Regions from separate parts of the Zea mays genome. Here region 2 is linked to region 1. Evidence: chromatin contacts called from public Hi-C data. All regions are on one chromosome and are shown on one strand. Each heading gives the region's core, a stretch centred on a gene start, on an enhancer-like site or on the middle of the called end of the contact. The rest is flanking DNA. Distances are from core to core; before and after follow the strand shown.

What was found. Hi-C and Micro-C count contacts between places; a contact is called where the count stands out from the background.
Region 2: a Hi-C map of bundle sheath shows a contact between it and region 1, with 2.5 times the contacts expected there. The contact joins the promoter of LOC100285103 here to the enhancer-like site in region 1. A contact is called at or near these places in 2 of 25 Hi-C or Micro-C datasets (bundle sheath and leaf).

What each region holds. Positions count from the first base shown.
Region 1 is chr10:14,498,874-14,506,564 of Zm-B73-REFERENCE-NAM-5.0, reverse strand. No RefSeq gene overlaps it. Among protein-coding and RNA genes, the nearest start is that of LOC103640880, 44 kb to the right of the region's middle. Within about 2 kb of position 3,089, at least 18 of the 20 cell types and tissues checked have an H3K27ac peak or open chromatin away from gene starts, as enhancers often do. A contact at or near this core is called in bundle sheath and leaf, where this site is marked.
Region 2 is chr10:15,005,080-15,012,770 of Zm-B73-REFERENCE-NAM-5.0, reverse strand. It overlaps LOC100285103 (TPD1), which reads left to right and starts at 3,776. Exons shown (of 4, transcript NM_001372174.1): 1 at 3,776-4,056; 2 at 4,482-4,602; 3 at 5,127-5,249; 4 at 5,717-6,603. The coding sequence starts at 4,494. The coding sequence ends at 6,129.

The DNA of each region.
Region 1 (7,691 bases), core at 1,840-4,339:
TCTACTTCTTCTTTTTCTTTGCTCGTGGATTTTGAAGTCTTTTTTTGGGCTTTCTTTCGCTTCTTCCCTTTAGACACGGATGCAACACACTCTTCGTCCTCTCGATAGTCTTTATTCGTCTTGTACCTACTTGCACCGCACTTTGGGCAGCTCTCCAAGTCTTTATAATCATCACCTCGATAAAGGATACAGTGATTTCTACACGCGTGGATCTTCTCCACACCCATAGTGAGCGGACTGATTAGTTTCTTTGCATAGTACGTGTTAGCAGGCACATTGTTCTCCTTTGGAAGCATGTCTGCGATAATACTCAAGAACGCATCGAAGCCAGCATCAGACACACCATATTTAGCTTTTTAACATCAACACCTTTAGCACAGACCGGAGCGTCGTGAACTCTTTGGTACAACCCTTAGACTCGTCGTACAAAGGCTCTTCTGCTGCCTTCTTTAGGGACTCCATACCTTTCATTAAGAACATCGATTGATCTGTATGACGACGCAACATTGCCTCTAGCAACTCTGCATCTTCCTCATCCATAACACTTGGCAGAACATGAGGTCTATCATGTTCATTTCCTCCAGCGTAACCATGATCAGTAACATTTTGCACTACATGTTCGCTCTGTGGAAGAGGTTGGTGTGTCTCGTGAACGAACTGAAATCTGTCGTCGATGTTCTCAGGGTTTCCAGTCGTATAAGGCGAAGAGCTACCCTCTCCATGCTTTGTCCAAATTGTGTAATCCTTCATAAATCCTTGGCATACCAGATGAGATATGATTTGTTCTGTGTCATTAAATACAGCAGCATTTTTGCAGTCCATGCATGGACAATATATGTGTTTTGTCTTTGTTCTCCAAGCATGGTTCGTAGCGACATCAATAAACCTATGGACCTCGGATATGTATGATGGATCTAGCCTTGATAAGTTATACATCCAGGATGTCCTCTCCATCACCACCTGTAAAAAAGTAACATAAAACACATGGTGAAACCCTATATCCAAAAATGTGGCTAAAATGTGAAGGACGCGTTGGAGTGCGACATCTGCTAAAAAGTCAGATTACCATGCATGTATATATACAGTACATATTGATCGGTATATATACAAATGTAGTTAGACTACTTTATCTCTTCCAATAAAAGTAGTTAAACTACTTTATCTCTAACACATGGTGAAACCCTATATCCAAAATGTGGCTAAAATGGAGGAAAAATAAACAAAATTTGGCAAAAGAAACATAAGCCAAACTTTCCTAGCAACTAATAAACAAAAAAAATTAATACCCAAACCTATCTTTAACATATGGTGAAAGCCTAGTTTCAAAATGTAGTTAAAATTGAGCAAAAATAAACAATAACTAACAATTGAAACATAATTAAACTAATCTTCCATACAACACATTCACCATTCATTAAGCAACTAAACATGAAAAAGAGAGGGAATAGACAAAAACTAACCATCTTATGCAACCTCATTTGAGAAAATAGAGAAAATTACCTATCTATACTCTTCTCTCTCACATGTGAAACCCTAGATCCAAAATGTGGCTAAAATTGAGCAAGAATGAACAAAAATTGACAAAGAAACATAAACCAACCTTTCTTATCCACCTTCTTCCAAGAAATGAAGACCAAAACCTCCCCCCTTATATTTTTGTGAAATCTGGACCTCCAAAATCGCCTCCAATGGAAGCTGGCTGCGAGCATACAGTTCACTGTCGCGGGGAAGATGGGTATTTTATAACAGACAGTTCACTGGCGGTTGGTTTGAAAAACCGCCAGTGGAAACCTATTTCCACTGGCGGTTATCTTAACACAACCGCCAGTGTAAATAGGGTCTTTACACTGGCGGTTCTGTTACACAAACCGCCAGTGGAAATAGGTTTCCACTGGCGGTTCTGTTACACCAACCGCCAGTGGAAATACCCTATTTCCACTGGCGGTTGTGTTAAGATAACCGCCAGTGAAAATGGGTTTCCACTGGCGGTTCCTAAGTCGGGTCCACCTTGTTTTTTTTACTGGCGCGTGATAACTGAAACCGCCAGTGATAATTTATGGGTGCCGCAGGCTTTGAGCTCTTTTCTACTAGTGTGTACAGATGTTTTGGACAGGATTATTCTTTCATGTACAGAGATGTCCATGAATTTAGGACTGCTTTGCCATGGACACCTAAGGCCTGTCCTTCAAAGAAAGAAAAAGCGGGTAGCCTCTTCTATCAGGTGTGGGCGCCATTGTTTTTAGGAAAGCTTAGCTCTGATCTTGTGGCATTTCTGAGCAAAACACACAAGTATATCCATGTATCTGTGGATGATTGCTTGTGCATTATTTTAACTATATCCGCACGCTATTGGACACAGCAATGGGCCGGATATCTAAAAATATGAAAAGCACATAGATGACACACTACTCATTCATATATATGGAAGGCGCACTGCCCATATATCGTCCTAGATTGCCCCACAGGGAAAGGAGTTTCAAGCCTATCCATCTCTGTATGATTGCTTCTTGTGCATTTTTACGTGTCCTCCCCCCATTTACATAGACCAAGCTAGGGATCGGAGAAGAGTCACCCCCGGCCCTCCCCTTCGTCATTTTTTCATAGAAAAGAAGAAGAAGCTAGTAACAAGGACACATAAACGGCGTACGTGGACGCGTTATTAGCGTGTGGCTAAGCATGTCTCCGTACGTACGTCCCTTGGAACGCTAGCTGGACATACAGTCCACGTGAAATCTCTGCGTCGTTCCAACGCCGTAGTAGCTAGAATTTAGAAACACAAGAGAGAGACTGGTCGCCAGCAGCAGCTAGCCGTCGGCATCATGCACAACACCATGATGAACACACGCACGCGGTTACTCGGCCGGCGGCCGGCCGTCCATCGTCCGCGGACTGATCGAATGACCCTCGTCACTGCTAGCTAGCCACATATACAGCTGCTAAAATTCGCCTCGTGGAGATAGCTGCGGCGAGGTGGCCTTTTTTTGCCGCCTTTTTTTTCTCTCTCTCTCTCGGTGGGCGGGGGCGGGCGGGCATGCATGCACACGCAATTTGCATGCATGGGCCCGTGCTGAAATCATCCAGGGCTTCTTTTGTCCCCCGCACTTGGATCGATGCAGTCTGGAGATAAGGATCGCCTTCGTCGTCAGTGTCAGACAGAGTAGAGGGCAACGCCGGCCAAAGCTAGCAGAAGGAGATGAGGCTGCAGCAGCACTACTAGTACGTGAATTTTTTCTGGTAGCGATCGTTAGCTTGATCCCCGGCCTCCCGCCTTATCTGTAGATCCTACGACTGGTACAGGTCAAAGAAGCGAGCTAGGCCATGCATGCATGATTTGGGTGCGTGAGTTCAGCAGCAGCGCCACGTATCTATATATCTGCCTGCCTGCCTGCGCAGGGTGCAATAATAATAATGCAGCTCTGATCGTCGATTATTCAGGGGCGGCTATGCATGCATCTTTCTTTGTTTTCCTTTTCGACTGCTGTTTTTTTTTCGCCTGGAAAAGATGCCGTGTCGCGATCGAAATAATTGCGCGGCTTTCTGAGGGCACAGGGGGATTGTGTCATCAGTCATCGTCACTAACGAACGAGCTTTTTGCATGAATGGCAAAGCCTCTCAGTCTCAGCTATCATAGCTATGCTTTGCTACTACCTCCGGGCTCCGGCCGGCTCTCCATGCAATGCATGTATATGACGCGCGCAAACAATTAGGGTTTTTATTTTGGATGCTGATGCTATACCCTATAGTTTTGTCATGTCGTCCTCAGTCGCCACTTGGGCTTGTTTCTTTGGTACGCATTCGATCTCATCACCTTGCACACGCTGAAGGCTCTATCTGGGATGGGACTGGGAGCCTTATACAGATGAGCATTTAACGATTGCATGCTGGGTTGCATGGGCTACGATATATGTAAAAGGAGCTAGGTGTCATATATTGTATCGACCTATCACTCATCCATTCAGTGATAATTAATGCAAAAGTTGCCGAGATATGCATGCATGGGTGGATTCACACATGTCTTTAATTAATCACGAATAGTTATATGATGTACTAGGTCCATGCATGCCCCTGTATTCCCACGAGAGTAAAAAAAATATATGAAACATAGATACCGAACGACAAACATCATATGATATGTAAAATTCGTGTGGCAAACATTATCAATATCACACAAATTATTTCTAAAGAGTCAATATAGAATTTTTAATGACAGGAAAAATATGTCGAATGCCATCCTGGGAGAGATCTCCGACGGCGCGGAGATAGCGGTCTCGATGGTGTGAGGGGCGAGGGCACGGGACCGGGGCACCGGGCATCGCACGAGGCGAGGGTGGGGCGAGCGAGGACGCGGGGCACGGGGCGGCGTGCGGCTGACCTGCATAGAAGGGCGGAAGGGGGGTGCAGGCCTGCCATGCGTGGCATGCGGCGTGCGTGTGTCCTATGCAAAAGAGGCAGATGGGGCGGTTGGGTGGGCAAGGGGGCGTGCACGTGTGTGGGCGGGGGGAGGTTGGAGTCATAGTAGTGCCCTAGTCTACACTATTGAATTAATAAGTAGTAAAGATTATTTCTATCTTTTAGACCCTATTTAAGAGGGCTCTAAAACCGGCTCCAGTTCTAGCTACTGCATGAGAACCTCAAACAGTGCAAAAAAAACAGCTCAATCCCAACGATGATCACTTAAGATCCAGAGCCATTTTTTAAGAGATCGGAGCCAAAAAAAATTCGCTCCTATCGGTTCCTTCCCTAACTCCCGGTTCTTCCCTTTTCCCGCGGCTGGCCCAGCGCTTGCCGCCGGCCTCCGTCGCCCTGCGTCCGATGTCGACCGCCCGCGCCTGATAATGCCTCTCTCCCCAGCGTTCTCTATCATATAGCCCCGCGTCGGCCTTCGCTGTCAGGCGTCCATATAAAGCCAGGCTTTAGTAACATCATTTCATAATAATTTGATCATCGGTTTTTATAATTTGTCGTGGCCATGAATTATTTACGTATTATTGTATGTATATGCATGAGGTATTCGTGCAAATGGCTACATATATAGGGACCCTATGGATATTTGCCTTGTACATCAAATAAAAAAATACAAGTGAAGCCGTTTTGCCAAATGATTTGTTAAAAAAAGCAAGGCTTGTGTGGAGGAGCAGCTGCTCCTACAGAGAGACCAGAGCTAGAGCTATTTTTGTAGAAGCTAGCTAGAATTAAACAGACCCTTAAGATAGTGTTTGGTTGAAGAGCCAAGTAGAACGAATCCGTTCTGTCCCAGTTTTGTTGCTGTGTGGTTACAAAGTAACTAGAACGGAATGGCTCCAATTAGGAAATAATCTCCTTAGATCCGGAACCATTCCGCTCCAAAAAATCAACCGGACGGAGCCGCTCCGTTTCCCATCCCGCTCTCACAGTCACGCTCCGTTCCGTTCACTCTGCAACCAAACAAAAAACAAAGTCACTCCATTCCAGATTACTAAACACACAGAACAGAGCGGCTCCGTTCCTAGAATCAGGAATGGAACGACTCCGTTCTACTTGACTTCTCAACCAAACACTACGTACCTAAGATCATCATCAGATCTAGTGGCTACTATTCATTGCCTAATTAAAAAACCCTTTCCTTTGCATTTTTCTTTGCTGTACTACAACCTCAGAAGGCCCGGACCACCACACGCTTGTCGTAGTATAGCCAGCCACTCACGCCAAATCCGCGGTTCACGTCGTGTGCCGTACGTCCAAGTCACCATGCATGATGCCTCCCTCGATCAGCCTCACTGTTGCTTTCCTATCCAAGACGACGTACGTCCCCGGCACCAGAGGCTTGGAGCCCTCACCACCGACCGACATCGGTGAAAGTGAAACCGCGTCCCACGTTACGTACCCTGGAAAAAAGCATGCAAGCCGGCCGTCGTCCAATTTTGAGATGCATGGCTCACCTATGCATCGTCCTCGAGTCCACCAGCTGCACGCGTCTGCTTCGTTCCCGGCCGGCCGGCTGTGGTGAACCGATCGAAAAGGAACGGTGGAGGAGCGAGATCAATCTCAGTCAGTATGCGGTCATCTAGCTAGCTAGGGAACCCGATCATCTACGAGCTAGCGACACACACGTACCAAACACCATGTGCTCTGGCATGCACTACACATGCATGCATGCTAAGCTTGCCGACCTCACGAGTTGGAGACGTACTACGCAAGGAGGCGCAGTGGCAAGAAAGGAGGAAGTAGACATGCATCACTAGTAGAAAAGAGCTCTAAACTGACGGCACGTAGAAATTTATACTGACAGTGATCAGTTACCGTGCGCCAGTGAAAATAAACAGGTGGACCCGTCTTAAAGAACTGCAAGTCTGAGAACAAAATCCGATAACAATAAAATTACCGATTGTCAAATGGCAGCCACCAGGAAATTACGGAATATGAGGGCTGATTTGGTGATCCAAGATCACGGGAGGATTGAAGGGGATTGAGAGGGAAATTAGTTCATTTCCCCCTCAATCACCTTCAATCTCCTTGTGATCTCTTTGTCACCAAATCAATCCTGAATGGACAATGGAATGGAGCAGGAACCCTCCTCGAAGGTGGCTGATTGATCGCGCTGGGACTGGGAGGAGTGGTAGAGCAAAGTGGAGCTAGCACTGATCAAGTGACTTGACATCGTGATTATACGAGAGGAGAGCTAGCTAGCTACTAGGCTGCTAGCAATGCATTGGCGAAAGGGTACGCTCTGTAGCCATCAGAGGCTGGCAAAACCAACAAAAACAAGGATTGCCGCCGGCCTCGGCTACACCTACATATCATGCATCTTGGTTGCTTTCTTTCTTTTACCAAAAAAAAACCTGTGACGATTAGGAAAAAAAGATATTGTTCAAAGTTGAATAATTGAAGTCATGGCATTATTTTTTTTGAAAGACGTGGCAAGAGAATTGCCACGTCCAAGCTTTATTAAGAGGAAAAAGAGAGCACACTTACAGACACTTAACTAGCCAAACAACTCCCGAAAAAGCCACCCAAAAACTCAAGAATGAGAAAAAAGGATAAAGAACGCTACGCAGAGACACTAGCAACCAAAGTCAAAAGAATTAGCAATTCGTTGCTGCCCAAAAACATCCTTGATTAACCCTGCAATCACACACTCTGACTTCTCTAGGCTTTGGAAGGTTCTGCGGTTCCGCTCTTTCCAAATCTCCCACCAGAAAAGGATGATCAAACCATCAAACTCTCTCCTTGAGCATTTATCGACTTTGGCTCTGCACTTGTTCCACCAAGTGTATATTGACGAAGATTGTGCCATCCCTGGCAGCAACGCGAGGTCAAGCCAATGAGAAAGCTGCGCCCACACCGCCCTAGTGAAGATACAGTTTTGGAACAAGTGGGTTATAGCTTCTGGTTCTTGTTTGCAAAGTCTGCAGATCGGATCATTACTCCAACCTCTTTTCTGGAGGTTTTCAGCTGTTAAGATCTTATTATGCAGCAGAGTCCACGCGAAGAAACGACATTTTGGCTCCACTTTCGCCTTCCAAATTGGTAATAGATTGCACTTGGCATACCCTCCAATGAATTGGGCTAAATAGGCACTCCTGGTTGAGTAGGCACCATCATTGGTCCAGCGCCAGTAAATGGCGTCCTCAATCACTGGATTTAATTGCACCTCGCGCAGAGCTTCCCAGAGAGCCACGAACTCTCTAATTTCCTTGGCCCCAACAACTGGA
Region 2 (7,691 bases), core at 2,527-5,026, 510 kb before region 1:
GGCTTCTCGACCGTTTTTCCTTCAACTTCGGCAGTTTGTTTCAGCACCTCGGCCGATCCGGTTGCAGAAACCTTCGGTACTGCAGCCGATTCTTTGGCGCTTCGACCGACAGGAGCAACTTGTTCTACTTCGGCAGTGGAAGATGTTCCTTCATCAAATTTCGGCACTATGGCCGTTTCAATGTATCTTGGCCGGTGGGTCAAGACCTTGATCTTCTTGCCCTTCGGCATAACAAAGATGACCAAGGTGGTAGTTTTCCTTTTCTTCCCCTACTTTCACGAGGGGTAAATGTAGTCTGGGTACACGAAGCTTATAACGTCAAAAACTCTGTTCAATCTTCTCTTGCCTCGCCCTCCGAAGGCTAAGGTCAAGGCATCATCTTTGGCTCTTGTGTATGCTCCAAGTAACTCATCGCTAGTTGCCTCAACACATTTTAGCCACTCGTCATTTGGTTCATCAAACTGGTCTCTATACCTGAAGGTGTGTTTCACGTAAACCAAACCACCTTGGTTGGACCCGGCAACAGTCTCCTTCGGCATCTCCCAGTTATCCACAAGTGGCCATACCCTATAGGCTATGTGCTCCTGAACCAGGTCTCTTGTGCCAATGAAGGCACAAACATTATTGAAGGCCTTCTGGCATGCTTCGGTATCATTCCCAAGCGCAGTAGCCGGCCTTCGGAGGACGAAGCGAGACCAGATAGGGCGTTGGATAATCCCCTTTATGTCTTCCCTCTCAGTCAGATTATTCTTAACATAAAACCATTCCTCCATCTAGGCCCCGGGCCACCTTTTTCGAAATGTTGGAACTGGGTAGCTTACATCAGAACGAGGAACGAAGCCATAACAACCGAAGTTGTTGTGATATTGCTCTTTGCAAGTGGCCTTCGTCTCATACAGTAGTTCGTGCATGTTACAGAAGCACTTTGCACTCGGTTCCAGCCCTTGACTTCTCACAGCCCAAACAAAGATACTCATCCTGATTATAGCTTCGGGAGTAATTTGATGAAGAAAGATCTCAAATGTCTTCAAAACTTCAACCAAAAAATTGCTCAATGGGAACCGAAGGCCTGCCTTCATGAAGCTTCTGTAAACAACAACTTCATTCTCCTCGGGCGCAGGGGCGGCACTGTCTCCCCCAACTCTCACAATAGACATGTCACGAAAGTATCTTCCCTTCATGGCATCACTCTGACTCTGTTTGATGGACGACTTTCCGAAGATGGTATGGCTTGGACGCCAGGATCGATCTTCAACATCTTCATTCCCGCTTTCCACATCAAAGTCATCGCTATCACCAGAATCTTCAGACAACCCAGCTAATATTTCATTCGTAATCTTTTTCGTGTTTGTCTTTTCCATTGCTTCGTAAAACCCAGCTAGGGCAGGGTCCACAATTTTCTTATCCTCAGACATCTTCTCTTTAGATGTATAGCAAACACTTGAGCAAATGCCGAAGCTTACAAAACAAGTGAAATCCGACAACAAGAAATTTAAAGCGTGCGAAAACAACACAAGCAATTGAAATGGCGCAACAAATGTTGTCGCTGTGGGTTTTTATTTATATGCCTAGTGCATTGCAACTTGGTGGGCCCCATTTGTCATTGACTTTCGCTATTCTAGCGAAGTGAAGGTGTTTTTTCGGACCTTCGGCTAAAGGCCTTCGTTCACATCGCGGTCTGAATTTGTTAAACAACAAATTAAAACTGCGAGGGGCTACTGTTGGGGGCCTTCATCTTCCGAAGGTCCTCAAAAACAGGACTAACATGTTTTCCAGTATAGTATACTGTCACAGGAAGCTTCGGGTTTAAGACGAAGGCGTGTATGGTATGAAAAAGCTTGATCTGGAAGGATAGACCAACTCCAAAGCTGTGGCTGAAGAAGCTTCGGCTCAGCACAAGGATGATGATGAAGGATGAAACGGACTTAAAAGGAAAAGACTGCTCAGTCCCCGACAGATTACCTTTTGGCTAATAGTAAATGTCGGGGACATGAATGTAATTTTACCCAGACTGCGTCATGTGCCTATAAATAGATGAACAGTAACACCGTACTGTTCACGTTAACTTGTAATCACTCGCACGTCACTCTCGGATTTTTACCTTCTGTCAAGCCGAAGGTACAAATATAACTTAATATCATTGATGTTTGTTCATGATTATATAATGTCGATATGAATAATTTAATGATTCAATATGTTTATTCATACTCTTTCTGTGGTACATATGTTCATATTTATATCTATGTATGTTAAAACGATGAAGATATATCCTTCATGACCTTCGTCCGAAGATTATTATATCCTGAAGGAAATAATGTTACAAAGAACAAAGACCTTTAACCATTAATGTTTGTGTTGCCTTGTTCTTTATTCATAAATTTTGAGAACACGTTATCAACAATTAGTTTTATAATTAGTTGATAATGGTATTTAAACTTTTAACGGGAAACATACTAAATTTTATAATTAGCTTGAATTCATTCGGCCCACGAACGCGCTTGTTTGGACGACGGATTGGATCTGCTCGCGCTCTTTCTTCTCCCGCATCCTCAGCTTCTTCCGCTGAACTGCTAACATTTTAATCAGGAGATCTAACACTCTGTGGTATATACGTTTAAAAAGGAGAATTGCATGGAGGGAAGACTATGAGTCTGAGTGTCCGACACATTAGGAGATCGTGCATGCCCCCCAGCAGCATCATGATGCCGTTCCATTCTGAGCACGGCCACTTCGCCAGGGGTAGACAGACGGTACAGGCATCCATCCAGCTCGAGTGCTCGTCGCTCGGCATCGGCAGATCCATGCCGTGCAAAAATGCAAGCGCATGCAGCGCACGACCACAGCCACGACGAACAGCCACACGTGCCGTGTGCAGGTAATCTGTCCATGCGGCCTCGCGGCACGTACGTGCGGCGTCACGACTGTCCCACGATTTGGTCGCTAGCTTCGACGTCGCCGGCTCGCCTCGCCTCGCCGCCGCCGCCGGCAGCTGCGTGGTAGAGGAACGCGAGCTACGAAACGGCCGGCGGCAGCTCAGCTGGCCAGCTGGGTGGCGATAGGGCCATAGGGGAACGCCGGGGGCCCTTGTCGAACCAGGCCTCACACGGATCGTTTGAGATCGTCACCAGCTCCTTGTTTTTTAGGCGGACCGGAAATGTCTCCGGCCTCCTCGATGGCGTTTGGTTCTTTATTCATTTTGAGAAGTTAAATGTCGTACAAAAATCAATATGAATATTTTTTTACCACTTTATATTGAGATTGTGAGATTCCAAAATAGAATACAATATAAACTTTAGAAACTATTCTGACTAGTAATAAGATTTTGGAATGAGATTCTAGAAATAAGGCAGGGAAGTAGGAACCAAATAAGATCTTCCCGTGCGGCCGCACAGCACATCCATTGTCCGTCGCCCCGTAATTTTTGCGATGCGCCAGGCCAGCTGATTAGCAGTATCCAAACTTGAATTTGGAAATGAAGCTCCATGGGAAAAAAATAAATCCGGTGGATTTCGTTCCAGATCCAAACCACCGAAGAGGAGGCCGAGAGCCATTTGAGAGCGAGCCCTGCCCTCCCTTGGGGCAGCCTTGACCAGAAGCGGACAAGACCAGAACGCTTTTCGCAGCAGCCTGCCCGCGACAGGTCCACTGCCCACCCTCCGTGGATCCACCGGACGGACCCAGCACCACCAACGCACATTCTCTGCTCTTGGCTCCCAAGTCCCACCTCCACCTCCACCTCCTCCCATATCATCCCATTGCCCGTCTCCATCTCCGCGTATCACGTACTTGGTGTCTTGGTGGGCGCACGGCGCGGCGAAGAAGAAGCAGCTGCAGCAGCAACTCCACCGCCGCACGCCTCGCGAGCATTCGCCTCCCTCATCGCCCGCCGCCCTCCGCGCCACCCTCACCCTCACCAGCACGTGCGACCGCGAGAGGGAGTTGGGGCGAGGACCACCCTCACCAAACCCTACTGCGAAACAACTGCCGGCCGCGCGCCGTGAGGATACCCACGTCGTCGTTACCGGCGACACCCTCCACCGTCTCCAGCTCCTCCAGGTAGGCGCCGCGCCGCCCCGCCCCTTCCCGTCCGTCTGCCTTTCCCCGCTCCCCGCGCCTCTGCAACCGCCGCGGTCCGCGTGCGAGCTTGCGCGCCTTCCATTGGTCCCGGCGCCGCCGCCATTCGCGCACCGACTCGTCGTCGTCGTCGTCGTCGGTGCGCGGCCGCCTGGCTATACGAAACCGACTCTGCTCGACACAGCGGCGCGGCCCGTCTGCATGCCAGCCCGATCACCTGGGACGCGCGTCGTGGCGCGCCGTGTCCCTCCCTTGTCGCCGCTCCATCCCTGGCTAGGCTAGGCACCGGCAAGGCCGTAGAGCCAGGCTTCGTTGCATGCAAGTGGAGATGTGGGGTGCTTCTCCGTTGAAGGCTTCGACGTGCCTCACGAGTCCATCTGTTCGACTCTAACTCGTGTTCGCTGCAGGGTCCCAGCGCGATGAGGATGAGGGCGCCGTCGTCGACCGGATTGAAGGCGATCGTGGCATCGGCCTGGTTGGCCGTGCTGCTTGGTTCCGCCTCCCTCGCCGCCTGCGATCAGGACGCAGGTGGTGTTCCCGTCGTGCTACTTCTCCGTCACGGCGATTTGGCCTTGTTTTTTTTTATCCGGTTCCGTTGCTCCATTCTCGTACCGACGTGCTCCGCCGCAGTTCTCTCGATTGTTTCTGTTGGGATTTTTGTGAGTTTGTTTCTGTAGTCCAGGGGTTTTCTCAACAATTTTTCTGTTGTGGAGGCTAGCCAGAGGTTTTTGTTCAATTATTAATCTACTCCATCGAACCTAGTTTTTTTCCTTTTCCACCTTCGATCACCAACACCATTCTACAATGAATACATACACTGCTGTGACAGCACGACTACTTTGGGAATTTTTTTTATCTCGATTCATGAATTCGTGCGCTCGCTACTTCATGGTCTTGTTCGGTGCAATTTTTCGTTGAATTCTCGAAACCGCGGGATATTTTTCGGTTGATTTGTTTAGATCTTTCTTTCGCTTTTTATTTGGAATTATTTCGCCTTTTTGTTCGGCCTTGACTAACACGTTCCATCCAACCAATCCCGTCTGTTGCTGCAGGATTCTCGCCGCCGCCGACCGCCGTACCAGCGGTTCCGCCGCGCCCGGCACTCCGCGCCGCCGCCGCCGCTGTTCCCGTGCCGGTGCCAGCTCCACTGCCCCGCAAGATACTCCGCTCGCCAGGTGAGTGAAACCGCAAGCCCCGTCCCGTCCTACTCCTGCTCCACGTCCCCGTCTCACACCTACTCGCCTACTCGTCCGGTCCGTCCATCCCTCGCCGTCCGAGTCCGACGGTCCGACCGCCGAGCCGGGGGGGGGGGGGCCCGCGCTTTCTCCGACCGAAGCCTGCTCCCGCTGTCCCTCCTTCCCTGCGGTCGTGCGGCCCCATCCCCAGCACTGTTTTGTATTGGGGTTCGAAATAGAAGCGGGAGAGAGAGGGGAGAAGCGAAGCCGGGGCCAACTGCTGGCTCTAAAGTTTCCATTGATTCGTTCTGTCGTAGCCTCGATAGCGAAGCGAGGGCGGGGGGCCCGCTGGCTTCGGCGCCTGCATCACAACCGGGTCTGCTGCATGCATCAATACTACACAACTGCACTACGGCCCGTCTCACGTTTTTGTTTGTTTGTGTGCCGTGGCACCGGCAATACTGCAGGCGTCGTCGCTGGCGGTAGCGGAGAAGGAGCAGCCGCAGCAGGGCCGGTGCGGCCGAGCCGGATGGACGAGGGGTGCGCGGGCGCGGAGGACATCGCCATCTACCAGCGCCACGCGTCGTCGCTGCCGAACGGGGTGCCGGCGTACAAGGTGGACGTGATGAACCAGTGCCTGGGCGACCCGGGCGGCGGCGACTGCGCGATCGCGGGCATCCACGTGCGGTGCGGGTGGTTCAGCTCGGTGAACCTGGTGGACCCCCTCAAGTTCAGGCGCCTGCGCCACGACGACTGCCTCCTCAACGACGGGCGGCCGCTGCTCGGCGGCGACACCATCTCCTTCGAGTACGCCAACTCGTTCCCGTACGAGCTCTCCGTCCGCGTCGCCACGTGCGTCGACCCCACCACCGCCCCGTAGTAGGCCGTTGGCTGGCGCCGCCATCCATGTCGCTCCGTCCGCAGTCCGCACCACACACGATAAGCATAGAAACTCCACCCTCATAATACTACTACCACGAGTATTATATAAAATACTAGTACAAGTCAGTCAGTTGCAGCAGTAGGACAGTGCAAGGCAGGTCTTTGGTTCTTGGATCCAAATGTAATTAGCTGGTGGTTTAGGTGATTTTGTTGGACTGTAGGATCGGGCGCTCGAGGGGGCGGCAGGGACTCCGCGTTTTGTTCTTTTGCCGATGTTCCAAGGTCTCGTCTCACGTGTACATGGACATGGCACGGATCGAGCGGTGGAAGAAGCCTTTTTTTTTTTAAAAAAAAGTACTAGTGTGTAACTGGATGCGGGATGTGAAATTTTTGGGCAACCAGGCCGGCCTGCTGTAATGCAAATCTTTTGCTTTTGTTTCAACAGGGAAGTGCAAAGCTGCTATTGAAGGAAGCGAGTGCTTTTCGTGTGTGTTGGCATTTGCTCGCTTTCTTCTTTTTGGTTGAGCTTCTGCTGCTGTCTGTTGCCGTGGTGCCTTGTTTGCTTGCTCGCTCATGTGAATGGTTCGAGCTGTTTCTTGTCATGATGAATGCCGTTTTGCCAAGGGGTGGATACGGGTGCCTCAGGCCATTGATGTGTTTCACCCTGCGTCCGTGCGGTTCGTGCAGAGCATAGCAGCTGTGTGTGACTTGCTTTTTCTGGGCCAGACTGTGCCTCTGCAAGGAGCCTGCTGCATTGTTGACAGAGGTGGTGGGATGGGGGTGACTGACCGTGCGAGTTGACAGACATGCTGCGCTGCGGCGATTGATGGGGTGCTCGTGTTTCGCTTTTGCTCCTCGCATTGATTGGAGTGTGATGGCTGTGAAAGCTGAAATGAGGGCAGGGCCTCTGGCCTCAGCCAGCCCTCAGGGGTATAGGGTACTGTAGGACGTAGCCTCTGGCGCATGGGCCTGCTTAATGGCTTACACGTGTAGGGCATCCCCTGTCGCCGTGGGATAGCTGCTTCCTGCTGCAATCCTACAAGAAGGCCTTCTTGGTTCTTGCATTGGAGTGGAGCCTAGCAGCGCAACAGAACTCAGCACTCCTGTTGAGAAGAATTTCTTCGGTGAGAAAGGGAATTGAAAGGTTTGAACTAATTGAGAGAATGGATAACGAGATGCCACTATTGAAGAGCGGTGTCAGTGTCAGGCATGTCTTCGATTTCGATATCCCAGTAATAAAAGTCCTACAACGTGTAGGTGATGTTTGAATATCTCAGAGATACGTTTTCACTATAGTGTCTCACTGCCTATATATATATATGATGAAGCCCAGCACGTCTTGGATATGTGCAACACGTCTAGGAATGATAGCCCATCGAAACCAAGGTATAAAATATAAAGAAATTTAGGTATCGAGTCAGCGTTTACAAAACCGACTATAAATCGCAGTGTACCGCCCGATTTTCCGAAATCGGCGGGCCCAAGATCGATTTTCCTATTTATATATATGGAGGATTATTGTATTGGATGTGCCCAGAGTAAGGATGGAGTATTATTGAT